Regions from separate parts of the Mus musculus genome. Here region 2 is linked to region 1. A link is a contact called in public Hi-C data. All regions are on one chromosome and are shown on one strand. Each heading gives the region's core, a stretch centred on a gene start, on an enhancer-like site or on the middle of the called end of the contact. The rest is flanking DNA. Distances are from core to core; before and after follow the strand shown.

Region 1 (4,428 bases), core at 1,350-3,849:
CAGCCAACTATTTACAACTAAATGTTGCTGCTTAGAAATTAAAAAAAAAAAAGTTTAAACTGTCTGAGCCATAAAAAAAGTGCATTCTCTTTTTTGTTTAATAATTATTCATTAAAAGTAAGTCTACCCAAAACCCTGGAGCAGGGTTCACAAAGACAGCTGCACACTGCTGCATCTCTGCAAGGGATCACACGATATGGTCGGCCTGGAGACTAAAGCATCCCACCCCTGTGACCTCTTGAGGTCCCTAAGGAACAGTCTCATATAAGACACACCTTACTCCTCCCTGTAGCCTGACCAGGGATGGCCTTCGGCTCAGACATCTCTCTTTGCTAGTCCAGCTGTAAGAAGTGAGCCAAGTCTTTGCAGCTGAGCTCCTGGGCCTCTTCCGCAGATATACCCCAGGTATCACCCACTCTGCCCTGCTCGGGCAATCTCACCCATGACCTTGTTGTATGCCGAAGCGTATCGATCCTTCTGAAGGAGCTTTGCATCTCTTACCTTAGGAGACTGTCTTTACAAAGCTAGCCTGCTATTGACTCATTATTCTTATGCGTCCTTATTCTTAGGCTGGGAGACAGAAACAGCCTTGCAGAACAGATTTCCACTTGCCTGAAACCCAGAACTTTTGGGTTGAAAATATTCCTTGTATGTAAGCAGAGACATCCAACAATATGAGCGCATATGTTGAAGACACATTAAAGAGTTGGCTTTCTATCCACACCAAACTCGTCACTGGAACATTCTGTTCAGGCTAATATTTTTTAAGACATGGGCCAAGTCAGGAGATTTTTGATTTATAGGAAGTTTTACCCTTAAAAATGGAGATGAAAATGACCCGTGAACACTCTGCAATTAAGAAGCCCCGCAGATGACAGAGATGGCCAAATCATGTTCTTTGATATTAGAAAGTAACTATACTTGAAAATAACTTTATAATTGAATAAGGGCACATTAGGAAAATATGATTCAGAACCAATATTATAGTAATTACATAAAGGAAGCATAAATGAAATAACTGCAGGAAGAATATTCCATTGAGATTATAAATGAGACTCTGGCAGAGCAGAAAGGCCTTTAATTGTAATTTAGTGTGCACTATAGCGTTATCAGCTCAGTGTGTTACTTCATCATATAAAAGAATATCTGCTAATTTTCTCTAATAAGCACATGACAGCTCTTCATATTCTTTCATTACAGCTGATTAACTGTAAAAACAGTAGATATTCCTTTGTTGGAGGGGAAAAAAAAAAGAGTTCCGATTCTTTCAGGAAGACAGAACAAAGCAGTTGCGTTTCTATGGTGTGTGATCCCAAGGCTATTATTTAGGAAGTCTGGGGAATTTTAAGTGGCACTTAAAAGAGTGCCTCACTTCAGTTCTTCTAGTCCTCCACTTTGTATTCTTCCCATTTCCACCTGCAGACCCCCTTCCTGTGGCCGCACATCCTCCTGTATTCTAGGCTGTGGCATCACAGGGAAACTTCCCAGGAGTTTCTGCTCCCAGGAAAGCCCTGGTTGGTGTTTCCTGGGGATGGAAAGGCAGAAGGTATGGGTGTGACCATTGGTTCCCAGATCTCTCAGGGATCTCTGGGATGTGAGTGAGGGTTGTGTTTTTCCTGGGCTCTGTCAGACTAGTCTGGGAAGAACTGCCCAGTACATTAACACAGCAGAGGTACGCACATGGGCTCCCCTTTAAAGGAGGGCTCTTCCTCCTCTTCCCATTCTCATTCAGTTCCTTCCCAGGCCCTCTAGCCCAAAGCCTTATGAAGGTGTAGCCCTAGTGAGAGAGCGGCAAGGAATATACTAACACCTGCAAAAGCTGGCACTTCTGTTCTTTATAAATGCTGCCCTGGCTACGGCTGCACCTCCTCCATCAGACCCCAGCACCAGAGGGTTGGAAGGGTCTTCTTCCTGGACACTAAACAGCACTGAAGGAATGCTAAATTGTTTACCTCGTCCACTCACCCCAGCAGCCAGGGGAGAAGAGAGGGATCTCTATGTGTCACCACCGCCCGCGCCTGGGGCCCTTTTGTGGATATTTTCTAACATTCTCAAATGGCCAGGGGACAGAGCATCTAGTACCTGCTTTGTAGATAATCTGAGGCTCAGGGATGAGCAGCAAGCCATCCAGGTTATCCAGCTGCACGTGACAGAAACACGAGAGTGTGGGGCTCATGCTCTCCTCATCTGTAGGGGCTGTGACAAGCTCGGTCAGGAAGCTCTGGAGAGGAGGAAAACATGTTTGAAGCTGAAGCCCACCCATGTCCGACAGGCTCTCTGCAAGGCAAAAGCCTTCTTGGAAGTATTTCCTATCCCTGCATGAAGGGGAATAAAGCAAACTGTTTAACAGTCTCCCTTCCCAAAGTGCGGAGCTCTGCAGTGCATCTGGAAAGCGCTTTCTTCAGCTCTGCGATTCACCTCACATACAGCTCTGTGGCTGGGCAAAGTCAGACAGTCTGACCTTGGGGATAAGGTGTTTGGAGCTGGCTAATGAGGCATGCCATGGCACTGAAGAAAGAAAAGGCAGCAGTCCCAGAAGAACTGAAATTAACACCCACAGCAGTGGAGCATGGAGACCAGTGACTCATTCTCAGGACTCAAATTAGACCTTGCCGATGTGTCTCCACTGGTCTCCTGCCGATGTGTCTCCACTGGTCTCCTGAGGCTGGGCTGCTTGTCCAGCTTCCACTCAGACGTCTGAATGCACATGTTAGTGAATGGCAAAATGCACAGATTTATTTCCTTAAACTTGTCAGTTTGGGACTTAGACATTTCAGAAGGCTCCGAATGACCTTAGGTAAGGTAAATGTAGAGGCTCTATGAGATGCAAGCATACTTCTGGCTCTCTTCCTCAGCTCTTCCCAAGCGCATGTGCTCCTAAGAAAAGAAATTCAGTCATAACGCTGGTGTTCTTAATGTGCTTTGGGACAATCTTTCACCTATGGATGGATGGATGGATGGATGGATGGGCAGACGGATGGACAGATACATATATACATACATGATAAATGAGTAGATGGTTGTGTAGACAGATAATAGATTAATGACTGATAAGTAATAGGTGATAATAGATGACAGAATGAAACTGATTGGTGATAGATAAGTGACAAATGATGGTGATAAATATGAGAAGATAGATGTGTTATATACATGCATACATACATGCATGCACACATGCATATATACATATATAGATGATAGATAAGTGGGTAGATTAATAGATAGATGGAAAGAGAGGTAGCAAGACCTACTTGTTTATCGATATTTATATTATTTGTAATCTAGCTTATTTAGGGACACAGGGAGAATTTCTAGTCAAATTTTCTCATTAATAACAAATGGCCACATGGATATTGGCATCCTACAATTGAATTATGGCAGCACACACTTAAGCATTCAAACAATGATCATTATCTTTAATGATGTAGAAATCCCTTAAGCATCAACATTAGTTATGCATGTACTAGAAGAGATTTTGGTCTATCAAAATTCTAATGTGTACCAAATGGGAGAGAGTAAGAGAAAGTGCATGTGTGAGTACTTGCCTGTGTGCCTGGGTGCATGTAGGGTACATGTGTGTGCACATGTGCATGTGTGCATGTGGGGTGTGTGTGCATGGGCGTATGTGCGTGTGTGCGTTACGGGTGGGAGGTTGTTTAATAGTTGGCTCCAGCATGGCTATGAGTCTGGGATTGCTTTACCAGAGTGCAGACTTCACCCTTGTTCCTTCCAGGAAGATCTCCAACACTTGGCTGAGCACTGGCTGGTTCACCATGACAATTGCTCTGGAGCTGTGTGACAGGATCGATGTTTACGGCATGGTGCCCCCAGACTTCTGCAGGTAGGATTGATTCCGTGAAGGTACTTCATCAGCAGAGCCATTTAGGGCTGAGAAATCATCAGCTGATTCTGAACATCAAACACAAAACATGCCAATGCACCTTCTCAGAGCAATGACTTAGCATGTCCCAGGTCCTGGCTGCAGAAACAGCAAACGTCATTTAATTATGTGATGGAAAATATTGAAAGTTTTTATTTGTACTCCTAGAGAATCCATCTTACGGGCTTCATTTATTCTCTGAATATTTATCAGCCAAAAGTAATGCAATAATTGGCATAATATTGATGATGAACAGGCATTAAGAATTTTGAGTTTCCTTTCCATTTGGAAGAAATGCAGTGATGTTTAAATGAATCCATGGGGCAATTCCTTGGACTGAGAGTTTCCTGAAATTATAACATTCCTTCGAGTCTCTTCCTCTGACCACAGTCTAGTCTTGGTTCATATTCCTAGAGCCAAAACAACAGGCACAAGTATTTGACTCCATCACTTTAAAGGCAGTGTGCACACATCTCTGCTGCTTGATGTCTGGAGGCCTCTCCTGACCTGTGCCCAGGCTGAGAATACTATGTGTCTACAGAAGCACT
Region 2 (4,886 bases), core at 146-2,645, 640 kb before region 1:
CCAGAAAAGGCAAGAAACCAGATCATTCCCAGCCGTGTCCAGCAAGGTACAGTTAGCAGATATGCCTTGAACTGCTTTAAGCTGTCTTGTTTGCCGCAAATGGGAATTATACATGGAACTAAGCGTTTCTCCTCCTTAGGCTGCTCCTGTAAAGAAAGACTTGATCCAGTATAAAGTCAGCTCAGTTACTCATCAACAACCATCTACGATAAGCGAGTGTCTCCTGCGTGTCTATCTGAGGCACTTGGGGTAGGGTGTGAGCAACACGGGACAGGTTCCTCTTCTAATCCAGTGTCAGGAGATTGATAACTCCCAGAAGACAGACACTCGTGATCCATAGAGATGCACATGGAGGCTGGAGCCACTGCATTCAGAGATTCTGCACTTAGGGATGGGAAGGGATGGAGAAGCCATGCAGATAGAGTGTTCTCACAAGACACTGCAGGATCACGTGATCTCATCAGGGAGGAAGCACAGGGTCAGAGAACAGCCAGGGGTGCTTATGTTGATGGGCACCTTGCAGTGAACTTCAAAGCATGACACAAATATTAGTCACTGTGGCTGTGTTCCCTCTGTGCATCTGTGAGCTATGAGATCTTACTTTTGTATATGCTGAATGGGGAGAAAACAGCTATTGTCCAAAGATTCCAAGATATGCAAGCCCAAGTTGAGTATTTTCTTAGAATGTATGGGTCTGTGTGTCACAGTGACGGGACATCATTGTCTCTGTGGTCTACGAGGGATCTCCACAATACGAGTGGGGTTGTGTGGCCTCTTTCGTAGTAAAGAGAACATTCTGGGGTGGTAAAGTCAAGGGCATTGAGAAAGGGCACACAGCTGTGCTAGGGGAGAAGTCACCAAGTGATTAGACAACCTTGGCCCCTGCTTTGCAGGTGGAATGGGTGGGGCGGGCAGGTGCATTGGTTCTGCAGCCTTGTAAACAAGTAGTTCCCTGGTGGAGCCAGGCTCTGCCAGAGGAAGCAGTGAGGATATCTGGAGTCTAATCTGGGCGCTGTCTTTCTAAGGCACAGGAGGAAACGGGCAGTTTCTAATTAAGGATGCTGAAGTGCTGCCCCTGGTAAGGTCACAGGTGAAGTGTGTCTCAGCTTTCTCTATGCTGAAGAGTCTGTGTGCAAGCAATACACATTTTTATTCTTACTAATTCAGGCTATCCTTTTAGATTATACACCCCAAATGAGTTCCTCCAGATTCTCTGTAGTTCCTGTGATAAATGACGCCTCAGAATGTTGCAAGCAGAGCAGCCTTCCCTCTCCTGCCTAGTGACAGAAGCGAAGTGGGCATCTCCAGCCACGCGCCTTCCTCACACCTCCCTCATGGCTGCTGCCTCTCAGCATGGAGCATCTATAAAGGGAAAGTGAAGGGTTGCTAAGCAGGATGGGAAACTCCCAATGTAGAGATGTGGGAAAAAAATAAAAAGGGTCAAATCAGTATGTGTTATGAGTTGCACAGAAGCCCGAATCCTAGAAAGCTCCGGAAAGTAGTCCAAGCCAGAAATAACCAGGCATGCAGCCAGGATGGAGAGCAGGAGGCAGTCTTTCGATCCCTGCTGTGTGTGCCACTGTCCTGTCCTCAAGGTCAGAAATCTCTGTCCCATTTCCTTCCAATCCAGATCTGTAGCAAAAGCCTGTGGAGTACAAAGAGGAGAGACAGTCCATACGAGTGATCCTATCTCCCAAGCCCTTTGAGAGTTTTTGCATTTTATTTGCTTAAAATACTGAAAGTGTGCCAGTGCCTTGAAATAGTATGGTTCCCTGGCATTCTGCCATAAAGGTGATCATGAAAAGTGGTTTAAGGCATCTGTGAGAATTGACTTTATGAGGTACACTCTCTCATTCATCTAACCATCTGTCCATCTATCATCCTTTCATCTATTCCTACATCCACCCATTCATCCATGCACCCACCTATCCAATCCATCCATCCATCCATCCATCCATCCATCCATCCATCCATCCGAGGTATGGTAGCCACTAGATGCCAGACACTGAGCTAGGAGCCAAGCTAGGGGACAAGACCTGTATTGAGCCTCCTGGAACTCGTTGATGTAATAGAAGCCAGTAAACATGTGAGTGAATCACACACAAGTGGTGAAGTGTTGTAGAGGATGCTGACATGGTGTTATGGTAGAGAAGCACATACAAGTTGCAGAAAGGTCTGGTTTGGAATCATGTTGCTTATGGAGAAGCCCTCCACCATCACGTTTCTGAATGTGCATTTCCTGTCTCCTCCCCTCCCTGCCTGTATCCACATCCTTTGTGCCCGAATCATTACTCTACGCCCTGAGTTGTTGCTGACACCTGACACAGGTTTTCATTTACTTGGCCATCTGCCTTAGTCCATTTGTGTCTCTATCATGAGATATCTGAGGATGCCAGCAAACCGTGACGTTTACTCTGCTCACCATTCTGATGGCTGTGGGGTCTGATCAGCACAATGCAGACACCTAGAATGACATGCCAGAGGAGGACAAAGGATGTCTGCTGAGGGCAGAATGGCCATGCTTGTGGAACATGTCTGCTTCACATGACCACAAGCCTTGCCCCCTCTGCACTCCCTCCTCTCTTCCTAACACTCTCCCTGCCATGGGGTGGCTGTCATTCTAGAGCATCTTCTAACAAGCCTACTGAAAGATCACCTGATTGTTAGCCAATGGGATTTCATCTGCCTTACTCTTTACCATTGGTTCCAGTCCAGAGCCTGCGAAGTTTAGATGCTACCAACATGCAGAGAACCAAGATGCAAGTGACTGTCGTCCAGCCACAAGGAAAGGACTTCTAACAGGCATGGGGTTGCTTACTCTAGAGCATTATGCTCTCTGGATATGTAGCTTGAAGATCATATTCATCCACCCTTCCTGTCTGTCCATTTATCCATCTGCTCAGCTCTGGCAGCCTTTTCCGTTGTCTATTAAACTAACTTAATTGTCCTATTGATTCCTCTTAACTGATTCTAGTGTGTCTTTGACATATGCCCCTATGCATTTGTTTAAGAATAATTTTAAGAATATAGATGTGTGTATATTTTCCTATGCCCATAAGTATGGAGGGGGAGGGAGGAGAGAAGAGAGAAGTAAAAAACAGAACACATTTGGCTTAGACTTCTTTAAATGAGCTTAGAATACTTAAAGTCACCAACTGTTGTCAAAATAATCTAACTGAAAACCTTTTTTATGATATATTATTGACTCTCTCATGTAATTTATAGAGTATTATGTTAAAAAGAAATGACAAGGGCCAGGGAGATGGCTTGGTCAGGTGCTTGTCTGTACAATCATGAAGACCTGCATGTCTGTCCCCAGCACCTGCTCAGAAAACCCTAGAACTGACTAGTTCAGAGAGGGATAGTGTCCTGGAATGAGAGAGACAGACAGACAGACACAGAGACAGACAGAGAGAGACAGAGAGACACAAAAAGCACAGCACCATAAAGGACAACTCCCAACCTCGACCTCTGGTCTCCTTGCATACATAACCCAACACGCCCACAGTGCCTAATGGATTATAATGTGTGCTTGAGTTTTATTTGAGAAGCCCCATAATGAGATTGAAACTTAGAGATCTGTAAACATTGGATTTGAATACACGCTACCAGTTGTACAATGAGAAAACCCCCTTCTCCCATTGGTGCTCAAAATCTATGCTCTAGAAACTCAGAGAGAACTTGCCATGAAGAGAATTTTATTCTTAGAGCATCCTGCCAATTAAAATAGCCCATACAGAGTACGCTTGGAAAGTGGCCTCCGCCATTTATTTTCTAAGATTCCACATTGACAGGGATAACTTATTATTTAGCCGTGACTGGTCTGGTCTAGTTTTATTGCCTCACGCACTTGCTGACCCTATTGATTTACCCTGAAAGTCTAATTTAGTCCGGGAGACCACCTGTGATTTCTGTACATTTCACATGCGGAAGAGCATCGTTCTCAGCAACTTGTTCTCTCTGATTTCCTTCGCACATGAGAGTTGATGTAGAAAAGACAGCTGAGCAGAGCCTGGCAGCCTTTCAAAAGCACGCAGCCAAGTCTCCATTTACTCACTCTAATTTGAAGCTCTGTATGCCGGGTGTAGCCACCCCTCTCCCAAACCACGTGAGACTGAGATCTCCCGAGACACAGCGAGGCTGCAGAAATTGAAATTACCTTGGCGTGATAGATTTTTCTAATCTTCTTTCTTTCCTGAAAACCAAGAATTTTGAAACTGCTGGTGCCAGTTTTATGCAGCCCAAGCAGATGAGGATGATGCACATAGATGGAGAGGTGGTTTGAGAGTGAGATTGGGCTCTGAGGTCTCGGGAGCTTTGTGTGCAGAAGTTTCTGTCTAGTCAGGCTTCCGTGGAATGTGTCTGTGTTGTGCTTCGTGTACTAACCCATGCCTCAAACTAACAAAGAGCCTTCCTCTCTGTTACACAATACTTGGGTCTTCTGAAAAATACGCTAGACCATATGGTTGATGTGTCCATCAAAGTAGCTGCTTTAAAACAGAAATGTCATAGTCAAAGCCAAAGATGTTTTGAGCTTCTCTTTATAAATTTTTACAAAAGAAACAAATGTGCATGTGGCAGAGCGTGCAAGAGTGAAGAGCAAGTGGAGGAGAAGCGCTCTGTTCTCTCCCAATAAAACCTCCAGACCTTGAATGTCTTTTTAAAGAAGAGAATCCAGTCTTGGGCAGTTACTTAGATTTCATTACATAAGTCAGATACCACTGGGGGGCCTTGCACTGGAGACTAACAAGGGATCTAACCTAAATGCGCCTTGGGGAAGGGTAGAATTCCTGTAGGATGCTCAGCAATGTATGTCAGTATAGTGTATGCCAGATCCACTGTGCAAAGATGGCGAGTCAGATGCCTCAGTGACCTGGGGACAACCC

What was found. Hi-C and Micro-C count contacts between places; a contact is called where the count stands out from the background.
Region 2: a contact with region 1 is called in a Hi-C map of cerebral cortex, with 2.7 times the contacts expected there. The contact joins two enhancer-like sites. A contact is called at or near these places in 3 of 484 Hi-C or Micro-C datasets (cerebral cortex, extraembryonic endoderm stem cells and forebrain), 2 of 115 datasets of contacts at active chromatin or transcription factors (differentiating embryonic stem cells and embryonic fibroblasts) and 1 of 9 other capture datasets (embryonic stem cells).

The regions. Positions count from the first base shown.
Region 1 is chr3:152,839,557-152,843,984 of GRCm38.p6, reverse strand. It overlaps St6galnac5 (ST6 (alpha-N-acetyl-neuraminyl-2,3-beta-galactosyl-1,3)-N-acetylgalactosaminide alpha-2,6-sialyltransferase 5), which reads left to right. Exons shown (of 5, transcript NM_012028.5): 4 at 3,734-3,841. It also overlaps a transcript of Pigk not described here. Among named protein-coding and RNA genes, the nearest start is that of Gm46830, 58 kb to the left of the region's middle. Within about 2 kb of position 2,599, at least 14 of the 459 cell types and tissues checked have an H3K27ac peak or open chromatin away from gene starts, as enhancers often do. A contact at or near this core is called in cerebral cortex, where this site is marked.
Region 2 is chr3:153,481,435-153,486,320 of GRCm38.p6, reverse strand. The region is part of intron 2 of St6galnac3 (ST6 (alpha-N-acetyl-neuraminyl-2,3-beta-galactosyl-1,3)-N-acetylgalactosaminide alpha-2,6-sialyltransferase 3); the gene reads left to right. Among named protein-coding and RNA genes, the nearest start is that of Gm46831, 25 kb to the left of the region's middle. Within about 2 kb of position 1,395, at least 18 of the 459 cell types and tissues checked have an H3K27ac peak or open chromatin away from gene starts, as enhancers often do. A contact at or near this core is called in cerebral cortex, where this site is marked.